Linked DNA regions of Callithrix jacchus: region 2 is linked to region 1. A link is a contact called in public Hi-C data. All regions are on one chromosome and are shown on one strand. The core of a region is the stretch at or near the end of the contact, and the rest is flanking DNA. Distances in the headings are between cores, read along the strand shown.

Region 1 (2,700 bases), core at 24-2,523:
AGTGGGTGGCTCGGGGAGGCGGCCAGAAAGGCTGGCACAGGGGAAAGTGTGGGGCCTAGGAAAGCTGGGTCTGCTTATTTGGCTAAAAGGGGTGTGGGGAGGGTCGGAGGAGATGTAGGGGCCACTGGAGGCGCAGGGCAGCCCGGGGAGGCAGGGCTGTGGGGCCCAGCCACGCATTCCACAGGCCTTCCCTCTAGAGGAGCAGGAGTGAGGACACAGGCACTCCGCATTGCAGGGAGGGAACAGGAAGGTCTAGTGAGAGCTGCGACAGTCAGGATGGGGCTACAGAAGACAGGGGTGGCAGTGAGCTAGTGAAGGCACAGGAGGAGGCAAGGAGGGCAGGGTGTTCTGGGGTGCCAGCTCAGACAAGGCTCCAAGGAGTGGGTGGTGCTCAGGAGGACTGGGCACTCAGGGCCTGGGATAAGGGGCAGATGCACAGGTGCTCTAGCATGGCAAGGAACAGGGGTAGTCCCAGGAGATCCAGATGCAGGGGGCTGACACTGGCAAAGTTCTTTCCTGGAAAGCACAACCCGAGGCCGGAAGCTTGGCCCTGGGCAGAGGAAGCCCCCCTTGGATCTGCCTCGGCGGTGGTGAGGAAAGGGCACCCACATGCCTGAGATGATGGGGGTCACATGCAAGAGTGAGAAGCCTCTGAGGGTCCCTCCCCTGCCTGTCTTCAAGCAGGCCGTGGGCCAGTCCACATTAGGTCAAATTGTTAAAAACAGCCAGAGGGCTCAGTATGTGTGGGGGATAGGAGGGGGGCCCAGGACAGCTGGGAAGGAGGAAGGGCTGTGGGACTGGGGTTGGGACAGTCGGCTCCTGTCGGTGCAACAGCCTGGGGCATGCTCACTCCCCTCGGCTTTATAAACCAGGGCTGGGGGAGCCTGCCTCCCTCTGATGCCCTCTCCCTCAAATCCCTCTGTCAACCAACGTGTGGCTGAGAGTGCACCCCAGTTCCCTTGCCCCTCCAGGCAGTCCCACTCCACTGAGAGCAGCTGCTGCCCTGCCCTCTCCTGTCTCCTGACCTGGGCACCCACAGAGCTGCATCTGTTATCACATTTGTGGGGCTGAAGCTGAGCTGGGAACGCCCTTCCTCAGTCAGTCCACAAATATTTACCCAGAGCTCACAGTGCTCAGTGACCTTTACAAAACAGCAACTACAGAGTCACGTGCCAGGGCACAGTGATCCCGGGCAAAACAGACGGAAACCCCTCCCTCCAGGAGATCAAGTTAGGGGGCGCTTTATAGCGTGGTCAGGCTGGCTGAGTGGTCACCTTGGGGCAGAGGCCTGAAGGAGCAGGGGCAGTGGACTGGGAAGCAACTGGGTGAAGAGTGTTCCAGGCAAAACAACATGTCCAAAACTACACTGTCAGAATCAAGAGATGTTAGGGCCAAGAAGGGCCTCAAAATGGAGAAGCAAGGCTGGGGGCGATGGAGGGCCTGCCGGGGTCACAAGAGAGGTGGGGGCAGAACAGGCTCCAGCCTTGCAGGAAGAAGCTGCTTAGAGTCGGGAGGGGGGCACAGCTTGTTTCCTGCTTTGGCTGTAAGGCGTGAAAGGCAGGCGGGCTCCAGGCCAGCAAGCAGTGACTGTGCAGTTTCCAGACGCAGGCCCTGAGCTGAGGGGCCTCAGGGCTGAGAGCAAAAGGGCCTAGGCCTGGGATGTCTGGTGAGCAGAGAGCCCAAAATGACCCTGGAGGCCACAGCTCCAGAACCAGACTATGGAGGATGGAGGGCACACGCCCAACACATTCCCAAGTGGTAGTAGCAATGCTGTCATTGCCCTGCCTTGGTGTAAGCCTGAAGCACCACCCTTTCTCACCCGGTTCCTGCTCCCTCTTTCTAGGGGCTCCTTTGGGAAATCCCAGGTCCTTCCTGGGACTGGTCTGTCTATATATAGTTTGGAAACCACAGTGCTGACCTGACTTTAGAACAAGATTGAGGGGGCCAGGCACCCAGAAGACCAGTGACCCTGATTGGCGATAGCCATAAGAAAGGGCTTGGAGACAGGCCGGTCCCGGTGGCTACCCCTGCAATCCCAGCACTTTGGGAAGTCAAGGCAGGCAGATCACTTGAGGCCAGGAGTTTGAGACCAGCCTAGTCAACATGGTGAAACCCCATCTCTACTAAAAAAAAAAAAAAAAAGCCGGGTACGGTGGCTCAGATCTGTAATCCCAGCACTTTGGGAGGCTGAGGTGGGCAGGTCACAAGGTCAAGAGATCAAAACCATACTGGCCAACATGGTGAAACCCTGTCTCTACTAAAAATACAAGAATTAGCCAGGCATGGTGGCTTGTGCCTCTAATCCCAGCTACTCTGGAGGCTGAGGCAGGAGAATCACTTGAGCCAGGGAGTCAGAGATTGCAGTGAGCCAAGATCTCACCACTGCCCTCCTGTCTGGTGACAGAGCGAGACTCCATCTCAAAAAATGAGTAAAAAAACACACTTAGCCGGGTGTGATGGTGTAGCCTGTAGTCCCAGCTACTTGGGAGGGCCTGAACCCGGGAGGCTGAGGTTGCAGTGAGCCGAGATCTCACCACTGCACTCCAGCCTGAGCAACAGAGTGAGACTCCATCAAAAAAAAAAAAAAGAAAAGAAAGAAAGGGCTTGGAGACAGGGTCCTGACCCCAGAATTCAGATGTTGCCAAAGCAGCCCCCTCTGATTCCTCAGTGTCTGCTCGGAAAGAAGCAGTGGGTGGCCAC
Region 2 (2,700 bases), core at 156-2,655, 46 kb after region 1:
ACAGATCACAAGGTCAAGAGATTGAGACCACTCTGGCCAACAAGGTGAAATCCCGTCTCTACTAAAATACAAAAATTAGCTGGGCATGGTGGCGCACGCCTGTAATCACAGCTACTCAGGAGGCTGAGGCAGGAAAATCACTTGCACCCGGGAGGTGGAGGTTTCAGTGAGCCAAGATTGCGCCATCGCACTGCAGCTTGGCAACAGAGTCTCAAAAAAAAAAAAAAAAAGGAAAGAAAGAAAGAAAAAGAAAAGAAGATATCGAATTGATGCCATTAGCTTCTACTTTAAAAAACTAATTAAAGATATAAAGAAAATATCTACAAATAACATCATACTTAATGCTGAAAAATAATGTTCCTCTCTGGATCAGTAATAGACAATGATGTCTGCTCTTACCACTTCTAATCGACATTTTATTAGAGGTTCTAGCTAGCTAGCACAGTAAGGCAAGAAAAAGAAGTAGGCCGGGCGCGGTGGCTCACGCCTGTAATCCTAGCACTTTGGAGGCTGAGGTGGGTGGATCACCTGAGGTCAAGAGTTCAAGACCAGCCTGGCCATCATGGTGAAACCCCATCTTTAAAAAGAAAGAAAGAAAGAAAAAGAAGTAAAAGGCATCAAGATGGAAAAGAATGAAGTAAAACTCGAATTAATTTTTTCTTTTTTTTGAGAAGGCGTCTTGCTCTGTCACCAGGCTGGAGTACAGCAGCACAGTCTCGGCTCACTGCAACCTCCGCCTCCCAGTTCAAGTGATTCTTCCATCTCAGCCTCCCGAGTAGCTGGGAATACAGGCGCGCATCACCATGCCCGGCTAATTTTTGTATTTTTAGTAGAGACAGAGTTTCACCATGTTGGCCAGGATGGTCTTGATCTCTTAACCTTGTGATCCGCCAGCCTCAGCCTCCCAAAGTGCTGGGATTACAGGCGTGAGCCATTGCACCTGGCCTGAAACTTTTTAAAGTTTATACATCTGCAGGAAATCTTAATTCCAGGACTGCTTTCACTTCCTTGCCGCAGGACCTGGAGCCAGGGCTGGCTATCTCAGGGCCTCTGGCTCCCCCTGGCAGAAACTATGTGCTGCCAGCCTGGACTTGGAGAGGCTGAAGGGATGAAGGTCCTGCCTCACTTTCAGCCCTCCCTACAGGGCCCCAGCTTGCACCTCATGCACCAGCTCCATAGGGGGCAGTGTGTGCCCCTGGAAGGACTCCCAGGGTCTCGTACTTGTGACTCAGGAGAGATCATTCCCCGCAGATCATTCATCTGCCACCTTTAAGAGATGCCACTTTAAGGAGAGAGACGAAGGAGGCCCATCTGCCTTCCCTGCCAGCTCCTGCTCATTGCTGGAGGCTGCCTCCCAAGTTCTGGGACCCCTCTCTGGACAGTGGTAAGAGTACCAGGCACAGAGCATGTCTGCCACACAGCAGTGGCCACTGGTGCACCGACCACACTCCCAGCTCCAGGACTATGGGAAGACCTTTTTGGGGTATGGATATCCCCTCCCTGTTGCAAAGAGGAGCTCTTCCATGGCCCCCACCTGAGGGGCACAGGAAGTCCACGGCCTGGATTCTTCCTGTTTCCTGGGGCTGGCCCAGGACTTTTAGCCTGGCCTTTATTAAGGTATGGGCCAGATGCTGGCCCTGGGGGCCTCTCAGCTTCCTCACAGGGAGTTAAGCACACCTATAAATAGCTGTGACGCATCATGGACTGTGCAAGATGCTGCAGCTGAGGTACCCGGTGCGTTGAGAACCTGCGTCAGGGAGAGTCATGTGCATGGGTGGCTTCAGAGACAGGGTGGGGCCTTAATTAGGCCCGGAAGGATGAGCCGGGGAATAAGTGCACCTCTGTGGATGCTCAGTCTCACCTTTGTCAGGGTTCTGCCATTTAGAAATGATCAGCCCACCCCAAGACCACGTCCTCCCTGGAACGTCCTGTCCAACTTATTCCCCAGCTCATCCTTCCGGGCCTAATTAAGGCCCCACCCTGTCTCTGAAGCCACCCATGCACATGACTCTCCCTGACGCAGGTTCTCAACGCACCGGGTACCTCAGCAGCAGCATCTTTCACAGCCCATGATGCGTCACAGCTATTTATAGGTGTGCTTAACTCCCTGTGAGGAAGCACTTCAACTTAACGCCCAAACACAAGTTCCAGAAATATGCTTATAAAGATAAAGACAGAGAAAAGGTCTGGAAAAATACACAGTGTTGTTGCGTCAGGCAGAGTCTGCGCGTGTGCGCGTGCGTGTGTGTGTGCATGTGCGTGCGTGTGCACGTTCACTTTTTCCCTCATCACATTGTTTATAAAATTTATCAATACTACAAAGTTGTAAACAAGGTTATTTAAAAACAACAAATTAGCTGGGCGAGGTGGCTCATGCCTGTAATCCAAGGATTTTGGGAGGCCGAAGCAGTCTGATCCCTTTTCCTTTTTTTTTTTTTTGAGACGGAGCCTTGCTGTCTCCCAGGCTGGAGTGCAGTGGTGTGATCTCAGCTCATACTTGGGTATTATTAAAAACATAATAATAAGTCACAGGATGGAGCCAGGAAGCCTGAGGCAGGTGAACCTATGAGGCAAATGTCACGTGCAATAAAGTATAATTGCCTCTGGCAGCCGAGACCAGTTGGACATCTTGGTGAGACAGTCTCCAAATGTATCACAGGATATAATTTCCAAAGTCATAAACATGACTGTCTTTAACAC

Evidence for each region. A called contact is a pair of places that touch in the nucleus more often than the background predicts.
Region 2: a contact with region 1 is called in a Hi-C map of skeletal muscle, with 6 times the contacts expected there. The contact joins two enhancer-like sites. A contact is called at or near these places in 2 of 3 Hi-C or Micro-C datasets (induced pluripotent stem cells and skeletal muscle).

What each region holds. Positions count from the first base shown.
Region 1 is chr10:122,499,053-122,501,752 of calJac240_pri, forward strand. No RefSeq gene overlaps it. Among named protein-coding and RNA genes, the nearest start is that of FRMD8, 33 kb to the left of the region's middle. Within about 2 kb of position 1,274, at least 11 of the 16 cell types and tissues checked have an H3K27ac peak or open chromatin away from gene starts, as enhancers often do. A contact at or near this core is called in skeletal muscle, where this site is marked.
Region 2 is chr10:122,544,901-122,547,600 of calJac240_pri, forward strand. It overlaps LOC144578179 (a long non-coding RNA gene), which reads right to left. Exons shown (of 3, transcript XR_013523480.1): 3 at 1,743-2,700. Among named protein-coding and RNA genes, the nearest start is that of SCYL1, 63 kb to the right of the region's middle. Within about 2 kb of position 1,406, at least 15 of the 16 cell types and tissues checked have an H3K27ac peak or open chromatin away from gene starts, as enhancers often do. A contact at or near this core is called in skeletal muscle, where this site is marked.